Linked DNA regions of Neogale vison: region 1 is linked to region 2. The links are chromatin contacts, called in public Hi-C maps. All regions are on one chromosome and are shown on one strand. The core of a region is the stretch at or near the end of the contact, and the rest is flanking DNA. Distances in the headings are between cores, read along the strand shown. Region 1 has its middle 220 kb from the start of TPRG1. Region 2 holds the start of BCL6 (B-cell lymphoma 6 protein).

Region 1 (5,740 bases), core at 223-2,722, 1.1 Mb before region 2:
CACTTTCTCTCTCCATCCAGCTGCTAGAGAAGTGGTTTTGGACATTTGGGGGGAAGTGTCTGTTTGGCAATCCTGAGAGCTAGACAGCTTGGGGGGGTAGAATTTAGGGGCTATCCCCTGGTAAATATTCAAACTTTTGAAGTTCCTGGTGAGACCACTTTACATTCCTAATTTCCAGGAGAGCACACTCAAGTCCAGAGGAAGTCTGGAACTTGGGGCTTTCTGAAGGATAGAAGTCAAGGTAGTCCGGGAGAGTATCTGTGACACAGAGCAGAGCTCTGCAGTTGGTAAGAGACTTTCCAATGTGGGCCCCACATTTTGTGAGATAGGTCAGGAAGGTGTTATTACTGTGAACGAGTGGCATATAAAGGAATTAGGGTGCAGACACATGGGTGACTCATCCAAGGTCACAGAGCAAGTGAAGGAGGGCCTCTACTGGAGCCAGGCCATGTAGGCAAGCACCAACCCCACAGCCTGCTCTCAGAAGGGGGACAAGGGAGCAAAACCAGAGGGGAAGGAGGCATAGAAGGCAGAGCCAGTGGGAGGGAAGGAAGAAGTTAGAAGGGAGAGAATTACAGTAGAAGCTTGGCAAAACCCTTCCATCTAGTTGCGGGGACCTGAGATGGGCCTAGAACCTTCTCACTCTCCTTTTTCCTTCCGGATCCAAGAAAGTCAGGCCGAGGCTGTGCGGTAAGGAAGGGCTGCAGGCGTGTTGCTGGGCCTGCCCCATGTATACAGGGACCAAGCAGCAGGGGCGGCCGAGGGCCCGGGCCAGGAGGAGGGGCCGGGCCTGCCTTTGGTGCCTAGAAATCAAAGCAGCCAACCTTGGGCTTTTTCTTCCCCTCACACTGAGGCACTTTTATTGGCGAGATGAAGGGAGGCAGAGCGGGCCTACAATCCTCGCTTAGCTTTTGGAGGTTAATGACCCAGTTAGCAGCTCTTGGCTGCGTTTCCGACATTTTGCAGACATCAAGCCCCGCGTCTCTGCCAAGTACATTCTGTTCCCTGGAGCTCATCCAATGCATCTCAGATTACTATGTAATGCGACAAAGAGGGAGAGGTGGCTGGGAGGGGCAGCGGGAGCGGGCGGGCTGAGCGGCCGGAGGGGCGAGGGAGGGGTAAGGGGATGCCACCCTAAATATAGCTGCCCTCCTAGAGATGGAGGGCCAAGGTGCCTATTACTGCACTAGAGTGATCCCCAAGGGAGGGCACGGAGGCCTTAGGGTCCGGGAAAGAACTGAAGGAATCCTGCGGCGAGCTCACCCTGGGGGGCGGGGGGCCTGCCAGAGCCTCCGGGTGGGCGGGGAGAACGGGGGAGGGGGATCGGGGAGGGGGAGGAGCTACGGGATAGGCCCCGCCCCAAAGCCCTTCCCGCAGTTCCAGAGCTGCTGCAGCCCGCGCGCTAATTATAGACGTGAATGGAAAGCGGCAGCTTGTGAATGATCGCGTTGCTCGTGCTGCCTTTGGAGGCTGAGGAGCAGGTGCTGCCCTGCTAGATACAAAGTGATTCATTTAAAAGCCCTCTGTCCCGCGAGCACACTCACGGACGACAGGAATCCTCTAGTTCTCTCCTTCCACTGCCCAGAGGTGGATTCCACTATTGGTTTTAAGAGTCCTGGATCTGGGGATCCGGACGGTGAGAGGCTGGAGTTTCCCATCTCTTTCCTCCCATCTTTACAAATCTCCCCGTGGGTGAGAAGAACCCCCACGCCTTTTCAAGCTGTTGGGAAGTAGTATCTTGTTTTACAGATGGAGAAATTGAGGCTGGGACAGAAGCAGGGATGTGCCCCGCCCCCCGCCCCATGCACACATCCTGGGGCGCATGGTGAGTCAGTGTGAGCTATTTGCCTTACCAAGTGGGAACCTGAAGCAGATTTCACTTCAGTAACATTCATTTCCAGGCATGGATCTTTGGCATAGGATCATCCCCTTCCCTATCCTGCCTCAGCTTCCCCTCTTCCCCGCCCCCCATCCCGCCACTGCCACCAGGAAAACTTGCTAATGCTAGCTGATTCTCATTGGGAGGTTTAAGTTCCGGGCCTGGAAACTGGGTGAAGTGAAAACTATGCCCATTTTCCTGTCGGTTATGTGTGAGTCAATCTGATGTGCCCTCCATCAGCATAATCCTGTCATGAGGAACTCCAGAGGAGGCAAAATGCAGCCTTTTCTTCCTCCTCAGCATCTCACATGCACCCAGCGCTCAGATGCCACATGATCTCATGAACATCACCACGGAACCCAGGCCACGCAAGCACAGCAAAAAGTCTCATCACCATTTTACCAAGGGTTTGGAAGGTGGAGGAGACTTGCTCTCGGTCATCTGCTTGTAGTAGCCAGTTTGAGAGCCAAACCCAGGACTCCAACCCGCATGCTGCGCTGTGCCTAGTTCTCAGACTGTGGTCTGCAACAGGGGGCAGGGATCCACCTCGTCCTAAAGAGAGGTTGTGCTAAGAAGCCTGGTGATCTCCCACTTGGCTGCTGGCCTTCTCTCCTCAGAGGCTCCCACGCCCCCTTCCTCCATCCTAAGCCACAGTAGACAACTGGGTGTGAACAGCTGCCTTCTTTGGGACCGGAAGTCTCCAAACCCCTCACTGCTCTAGACTTCAAAGAACAAGGCCAATCCCACTCATCTGCTGGACCTATTTACGTTCTCCTCACCTCAGCTGATCCCCCTGGGCCTAGCTCTTTCCCTGTGTTCCCCTCAAGATGTCTACCTGGGAGCATCAAATACTACGCTGAAAAAAGAAGGAATAGATGTGAAGGATATTTTAATTATTCTTTTATTTGCCTCTTTGAAGCAAGGAGTGTATCTGAGTCTTTGTAGGTCCCCATCCAACCAGACATACAAGGGTACAGCTGACTGCACTAGCATAGCAGACACACAGAAATGTTGAAGAATCATAAAGCTTTCACATAGCTGAGGAAATGTGCATATACCGAGGCTGGCCATTGTCACGTCTCTCTGACAACACAGATCTTTGGTCAGAATCTGCAATTTGCACGTGCAGGATGAGGCTCTGCCCTGATCAGTTGTGCAATATTGGCAGGTTGCTTAATCCCTCTGGGTCTCCATTTTCTCATCTGCAAAATGGACATTATTATACCTCACAGAGTCAATGGTAAGTGGTATTGGCAGTGCTGGGCCAGGAAAGGAGGAAAATGGGTTCAAATGTGAATGGTAGTCTCTGTAGTCACTACTTAGTTTGGAAACCAAAACTGGCTATGGAACTCGGGTAAGCTTTTTAACCTCCACATGCCTCCACTTTCTCATGTATAAGGCAAGGATACTAAGCATACCTATCTTATAGTGTTATGTGAATTAAATGAGTTAGGAGGTGTAGAGGGCTAAAAATAGTGCCTGGCACAGAGTAAGCGCTCAGTACATATGACTGTTGCTTTTATTGGAATTAAGTGAGAATTGAATGGTGTAATGTGTGCGGAATTCCTAGCATAATGCCTAGCAGAGGGTCAGCACTCAGGAAATAATTTATTTCCTCATCTGTAGAATGGGATTATGATAGTTTCTCTTACACAGGTTGTTCTGAGGATTATTTTAGATAAACTATTAGATAAATTATTTAGATGGACACTCTCTGTAAAACTATATAGGACATGTTTTGTTATTAACTTTAATGTTGGGGTGTTGATTCAACCAGGGTGTTCTAACTGTGCCTGGTCCTGTTTGAGATAGAGATAAATAATATCTGCACTATCGAGGTGTGGCTAGGGAGGTGAGACCCGGCCTGGATATACAAATGATTCTAGAACATCAGGCAGAAGGTGATGGGTGCCCCAATTAGCCTGTAAACCAAATGCCAGGACCATCAGAGAAGGGGAAGCAGAGGAGGAGACCAGGCAGTAGAGTCCCAGGGAGCCCCAGGGAGCCCCCGGGGCCCTGTGAGCCCTACTGATGACATGGAGGGCTGGTGATTCATGGTTAAACTGCAAAATCTCAGATAGTGGAAGTGGAGACAGAGGGGAGGGAGGTTTCTCCAGGGCCAGAACTGGAGAGGCAGACACTGGGGATTTCCACAGCTCCTCTACCGGCACCTCTCAGCTTCCATCACTGCATGTGTCCCTTTGTTCTTCACACTGACATATAAGCTCCAGAAAAGATGGGAATGGAGTATTTCTTCCTTGTCCCTAAGGCCTGCCAGGCTGACAGCACATAGTAGGAACTCAATAAAGACTCACCAAACAAGTGAATGCTTCCTTGATCCTAAAGACAAAAGGACCACGAGAGTGGCCTAGAAATGGTCCACAGGGTCTCCAAGGAGGTTTTTCCTACCTTTAACTACTAACCTTTAACTTCAGCATACAGGTGGGCCCAGGGTGACAGAGTTTAAAAATTCACTAAACAGGAGTGCAGAATTTGTTTCATGATCCTTCAAATATAACTATTTTTAGAAAATTTTTTTTAAAAATTCTATTTTTAGAAAATAGAAAGGGCTGGGAAGAAAGTTAAAAGAAGAAACCTGGGTGGGGCGCCTGGTTGGCTTAGTGGTTTAAGTCTCTGCCTTCAGCTCAGATCATGATTTTGGGGTCCTGGGATTAAGCCCCACATCAGGCTCTTGGCTCAGCAGGGAGCCTGCTTCCCTCTCTCTCTCTCTGCCTGCCTCTCTGTCTGCTTGTGACCTCTGTCTGATTTTAAATAAAATCTTAAAAAAAAAAAAAACCTGGGGATGAAATAAATTTCCACCTGTAGCCCTCCATCTCTTATTTAGTTACTTTAGCTAGCTGTCTGCTATTTTTCCACTTCTCCTTCTGAAAAAGAGAAGGAAAAAGAAAAAACAAATAGGGAAAGAAAGGAAAAGAGAGAGAAGAAGAAAAGAAGTTACCCAAGAAAGCAATGAGTGTGGTCAACTGGTCTTGTTGTATTCTCAAACCCTCCATGACCTGGATCCCTTTCCAGCTCAAGTTGGGGAGCAGAAAAGAAATCCAACTGGTTTCGGTTGTTAAGGGTATAGAACAAGCAGCTAGCTGATAGAAGCTTTGCCTACTCTCCTTCCTCACCATCTTTAAAATAATTTGTCATTGTCTTTCTTCATCTGCCTTGGGTAGACCATTTGCTCCTGGGCTTCTTGATCAAAGGTACAGAGCGCTTAAATTCAACTCTTTTGTGTCATAAATCAGAAAACAAAGGAAAGAGCGTCAGGAAATGAAATGTCCAAGGTCTCCCAGCTCATTTGTCATGGAGAACAGGACCCAAGACTTCTGATTTCAAGTTTAATGCTCTTTCCAAACGCCATGACACTCCCTTTAATGGAGTAATGTTCATATTATAACATCAAATATTCCCATGTCCCTGAGAAGAAGGTAGCTCTGAGAGAGGCAGACCCAGGTTTGAATCCCACTTCTACTGTACACTAGCTGTGTAACTGGAAGCAAGAAGCCAGATCTTGTACAGTAACAGCAGCCATCACCGTAAGCATCTATTTTGTGCTAAACTCAGAAAAGTTGAGAAACTGGCCCAAGACGGTATAAGTGGTGGACCCAGAATTTGAACCCAGTCTGTCATATTCTAAATCCCATAATTTTCTACTATAGCATACTGTTTCTCTATACCTCAGCTTCCTCACCTACAAAACATGGGATTATTTTTAAGAATAAATGAGAGAAGAAGAACCTAGCTCAGTTCTTGACATGCGGTAGACACTCTACTATTATTTTGAACATTGCATTCTGAATATTGTTATACCCCAGGTCTTACAATTTTGACTATATTGCTCAAAAATGGTAG
Region 2 (5,341 bases), core at 2,667-5,166:
CAAACGAGGACCCATTTTCAGTTGTGTCCTGGGGTCACACATGCCTGGGGTCATACATGCTCACACACACAGGGCCAGCCTGTCCTCTTGGAAGGGAGAAGCCTGGGGGAGTTGTATAATTGATTACAAGGTTCTTTCCCATTCTAAAATCTATAATTCTGAGATGTGATAGTTGAAAGATCTACCAAAATACCATAAGTTCCTAACAGGTGAAACCGACTTCCTGTTTGGAGCCCCCTTGAAAAGAGGACAAGACAGTATTTATTCCAAGGACAGCTTCCTTTTCAGCTATGACTGAATTATGGGGAACTGGATATAAAATCTGTCCCTTTCCTTAAATAGATGTAGTATTAGGACCAGGCTATTTTATTTGTAACAAAGCTTATATTTACCCAGCAGCTGCGTTCAGGAACCTAGTACTATGCCCAGTCCACTGGGCAAAGGGAATGGCCTGGTCCTCTATTCTGAGTATTACTAGCCAGTGATCATTAAATAACAGGACTGGGTAATACATGGTCCCTCTGAGTCTGCAGAAATCACTCATAAGACCCCAGACACAGAATCACTCCTTAGAGCTTCTTAAGGTTGATTTTAAAGAATTTGAATATATTTAAGTCAATCCTTTCTTTAATCCTGTAACATAGCACTGCTGGAGTAAGGGAGCCCACACAGTGATGCCAACTGGCTACTGATGGGGAGAGATCAAGAATGAGAGAAAGGAGGACAAGGTGGAAGAAATTCAACTGATATAAAATCCGACAGTTATGTTCCCAGGATTTGAAAGGAGATTGAGAGACGGGTGCACAATTTTCCTCACTGTTCATTCGGTAGAGAGAAAGGGATCTACCTAAAGTCTCTATCTTTCGAATATTTTCAATATTTTTTTCCTTTTAACAGTGCCCTTCTGATCAATTTCTTTCAATGTAAACACTGATTTGGTTAAAAAAACAAAAACAAAAAACCACCATCGTAGAAATGTGGGACTCTGGCACTTGATTCCAGAAATAATGTGCTGAGAAGGTTTGAATTCCGTGGTGGTGGGGTTAATTGTCTATAAACTAGACCTGGTGGGTTTTCCTTCCAAGGGCTGCCTGCAAAGAATTAAAAAGGTCTGAGGTGCAAGAAAGGTGAATTCCTTCCCAGCCCCCATTCTGGCTAGTTCTACTGCCAGTGGGAGCAGATTTCCCTCTGCTCTGCAGCGCCCCCATGGGGCTAAGATTGAAGTGGCAAAGAGAACGCAGGAGGGACAAACCGTGTTTAAGGTTGGGGTGGTGGGGGGCGATGGCAATGGACCAATGAGGCACGGTGGCAACTTTGATTAGAAAAGTGACCAAAAATCATAAAAGTAACTCCATCATAGGATCAATAACAGAGCAGAGCCATACATTTCACATTCCAAACCCTATACAGATACACCTGAGAAAACTTGAAGTTCTTCCTACTCTCAATGATAAAAAAATATCACACATATAAATGCACAGAGAAAATCGCTTTGGCAAAATCGGGGTATCGTTTTGAATCCAGTGGAATTCATTTAAAACTCTGAAAAGGGAGGGGAAGGAGACAATAAAAAAGCAGATAGTCCGCCTTCTGGCAGAATGAATCTGCACTTGACAATATCATGTGTCTTTGGGGGTAAAATGTTCATTTCAACAACAGTGACAGGATTAGGCCTATGTATATTTTTCAAAAATCCTTTACAAGACAGGCTTTTCTGCAGAGGCTGCAGTAATCCATCTGTCAATAAGTATTAAAATATTCAGATTTCATAGGAACAGACACTTAGGCATATTTTCTAAGCTCCAGAACTTGTGGAAAATAATCAACCCCTTTGGACCTCTTCTGGATCTAAAATTCCCAACACGGCCTTTTAAAAGTGGTGGCGGCGGGAGGGGTGCACTGACAATAACATTTTCAGCAACAGATCTGAACTTCTTACGGACTTTTCCAGGGAAAGAGATCCCAAATATCCCAAGAAACAGCCCGTAATCTTTCGTAGCTCTGCTCACTTCTCCATTTTAAACCCAAATTTAAGGTTGGGAGAGGTAGAGTATTTTGGGACATATCTTTTTTGGAAATTAACAAGTGCAGAAATTTTGTGGAACCTTTAAGAACTCATCTGTAATTTAATGAGTCGCCTGAAGGACTCTCATAGCCAAGGCTCAGAACAGCCTGACCTTTGAAAGCTGCTTCTGGTCCAAACATTTTGGGTTAATTCTTGAGGAATCTGAAATATTATTTTCCCCTCACACCCTTTTTTAAGAGAGAGACATAAAAGAAACAAGAGTCTCCCTCATTCGGGGATGAGTAGGAGGGGAAAAAACCCCAACCAACATTTAAATAGGGAAACTGGCAGTTCTGAATAAACAAACCAAGGCCCGCAGTGAAATGATTCCGCACTGCATTTGCCTTTAAAAAGAAAGGAAAGAAGGAAGAAAGAAAGAAAAGAAAGAGTTCCCCCCACTTATCCTCCTCCTCCTCCCAAGTGAGCTCGGGAGCTAAGGAGCCTGTGCTGCGTGCCGCGCGCTGTAGTTGTAGCACAGGCTGTTCTAAACACACGCAGTATCTGTGATACTGGCACGGCAGGCCTTTAGAATTCCCTCCGGCTGATCTCTTAAACACAGACAGAAGAGATTTTTTTACAACGACCTTGAAACGAGCCGGGCGTGGGGGGGAGCGCGGGGGATCGAGACCTTAAGAAAAAGCAAAACACAAACATGTATTTGGTTCACCTAATTTGGTAGAACACACGCGTACACATACCCAAACACACACACGTTTCTTTCAACAAGAAATGTCCGAACAGTCAACAATAACAGAAAGAGTAAACCCACCACTTGCTGTCCTGGAAAGAAATAAACCAAACCAAAACAAATCCTTTGAACATGTCCCTCAAGTGCAGGAGAGCCTCCTCTCAGTAAAAAAAAAGAAAAAAAAGTCCAAGGGAAAAAGAAAATTGCACCCCCCCCCAAAAAAAGTGGGGGTTGGGATTGTTACATGCGATCAAAAATTGAAGCCGCTCTCAATAGTCTCAATATTAAAATAACACATCTTCTTTAAAGCGCTTGAGCGATTAGAAAGTGGGGGTGGGAAGCACACACACACAAAACAAAATCCAACCGACGCGGGATCCTAGTATTTACGTAACACCACAAACTTGCAAAAGGCAAAAATCAGAAGAAGAAAAAAATCCGAAAATCATCAAAATACAACCACCAAAAAAAGGAAAAAAAAAATCCCAAGCCACCACATCAACAAGGAAAAAAAACAACAAAAGAAAACCGAAAGACGTCCCAAATAAAATAAAGCAAATGAACCCACCGAAAACTGCTTGGCAAATATTTTTCTCGTGGTGCCTAATATTCTAGCTGGAAAGAGCTGTGGTGTTTATTGTTTTTTTCTCTTACTCGCCTCTAAAGCTACTATATATAACAGACTTTTTCCAACGGGTCGAACCTCTCTCTCCCTTTTGTGTATTTAGCTCGAGTAGCTGAGTTTATGGGTAAGAGAGGAGGAATTAGCCCCAGACCCCGGGAAAGCAAAGCGCACTCCCCCTCTTATGTCACCGAATAGCAAATTAGTTCTCAGAATTCCAGAGGCCGAGCTTTGCTACAGCGAAGACGCCGACGTCACAGAGGGGGCGCCCACGTGACGCTGGCGGAGCAGACTGTACCATCGTGCGGGGCCCCGGGAGGGAGGGACGCCGTCTGGCCCCTCGAGCCTCGAACCGGAACCTCCGAATCCGAGACGCTCCGCAGCTGAGGACCTCGAAATCTTCTGGGAACTGGAAAAATATTGTGGCTTTGAGGGCTTTCCATGGGCTAAGAGAGGCAAAAGTCCCGGAGAGCTGACACCGAGTCCTCCCCTGCCTCGTAGCAGTGGTAAAGTCCGCAGCTCAAATTCCGAGAATTGAGCTCTGTTGATTCTTAGAACTGGGGTTCTTAGAAGTGGTGATGCAAGAAGTTTCTAGGAAAGGCCGGACACCAGGTGATTATTGCTGTTGCTGCTGCCGCTGCTGCTGCTGCCGCCGCCGCCGCTGGTGCCGCTGGTGCCGCTGCCGCCGCCGCTGCTCATGATCATTATTTTACCTTTTAATTCTTTTTTTTTCCGCTCTTGCCAAATGCTTTGGCTCCAAGTTTCCTATGTGTATCTATTGATATAAATGTATATATTTATTTATTCTAGCTGTCAGGTGTTAAAATAAATGCCGAAGATTAGTCCCACGTCTCTCCCACTCTAGGATATAGATTTTTATATATTTGTTATTTTATTCTTGTTGTCTTTGAGTGAATCGGCCGGTTTGGGGAGGCTTTTGCCACCCTCCCTTGTGTTGTTTTGGTTTTGGAAAAGGAGGTGGAGGAGAGGAAGGAGGGGAATTAGGGGGCGGCCGGAGCCGAGAGGACGAGACAGTGTTCGGGGGGTGCTCCGGGCAAGTCTGGGGGCTGTCTGGCCCCAGACGACGGAGAGGACGCGCGCTCGCGCTCTCGCTCTTTCTGCTGCTGCTTGCGTACGGCTTGTGATCTCGCTGGATTCGGGCGGCTGTGTTTTTTCCCTCTTTTCTCGCTTGCAAACTGCCTTCCTCGCTCCCTCGCTCCTGCCTCCTCTTCCCTCCCTCCCTCCTCCTTTCCCTCGCCTCTCCTTCCTTCTCCTCTCCCGTCCTTCTTGGTGACTCCGGGAGGCGAGGAGGGAGGCTGCCCGCTCGCTCGCCCCGCTGGCTCCCTTCCACCGGCCTCGCTCCTCTAGATTCCCTGCCTCCGAGCCGAGATTTGGGAGGAAAAATGCAAGCGAACTCCTCGGGTTTTGTTTTTCTCCCCCCTCCTCCCCCTTAAGCCCAGTTGAAGTATCGTTTCTACTATTTCCTTTTAGATCCGCGGTCTTCCTAACGAGATCCGAGTGTTCTGGTGTCCCCTTTGGTGGACCCCTTTGGTGTCCCCTTACCCTGTGTTTTGGGGGAGGTTTAGCTTGCCTGGGGGCGGGGATGTTGAATACTTTGAAAATTATTCTTTCTTGGTTGCAGTCAAGGGAGTCGGGAACCCCCGCGCGCTCCCTCTCCTCATCCTGAGGGGAGAGACTGGTGGCGGGACAGGGATTTGGGGGGTGGGTGGCAAAGGGGTGCGCGTTTGCACCTGCGGTGCTGTTTAGCGTGCGGGGACTCTGGGAACCTTCACAGGACGGCCCAGCCGAGCGGGAAGGTGGCGGGATTTCTGGCGGTCGCGGTGTTTGTGTTTTGGGCGCTGCGTGACTCGGTGTTAGCTCCCAATGGCTGTTCCCCCGCCTCTCCTAATTTTGTTTTATTTTTTCCCATGGTGCGAGCTTTGTAAAAAGACAACTGCAGACCGGA

The links. Hi-C and Micro-C count contacts between places; a contact is called where the count stands out from the background.
Region 1: a Hi-C map of muscle shows a contact between it and region 2, with 20 times the contacts expected there. The contact joins the enhancer-like site here to the promoter of BCL6 in region 2. A contact is called at or near these places in 2 of 3 Hi-C or Micro-C datasets (muscle and tongue).

Annotation. Positions count from the first base shown.
Region 1 is chr6:111,242,708-111,248,447 of ASM_NN_V1, reverse strand. No RefSeq gene overlaps it. Among named protein-coding and RNA genes, the nearest start is that of TPRG1, 220 kb to the left of the region's middle. Within about 2 kb of position 1,472, the one cell type or tissue checked has open chromatin away from gene starts, as enhancers often do.
Region 2 is chr6:110,162,148-110,167,488 of ASM_NN_V1, reverse strand. It overlaps BCL6 (B-cell lymphoma 6 protein), which reads left to right and starts at 3,916. Exons shown (of 9, transcript XM_044251971.1): 1 at 3,916-3,987.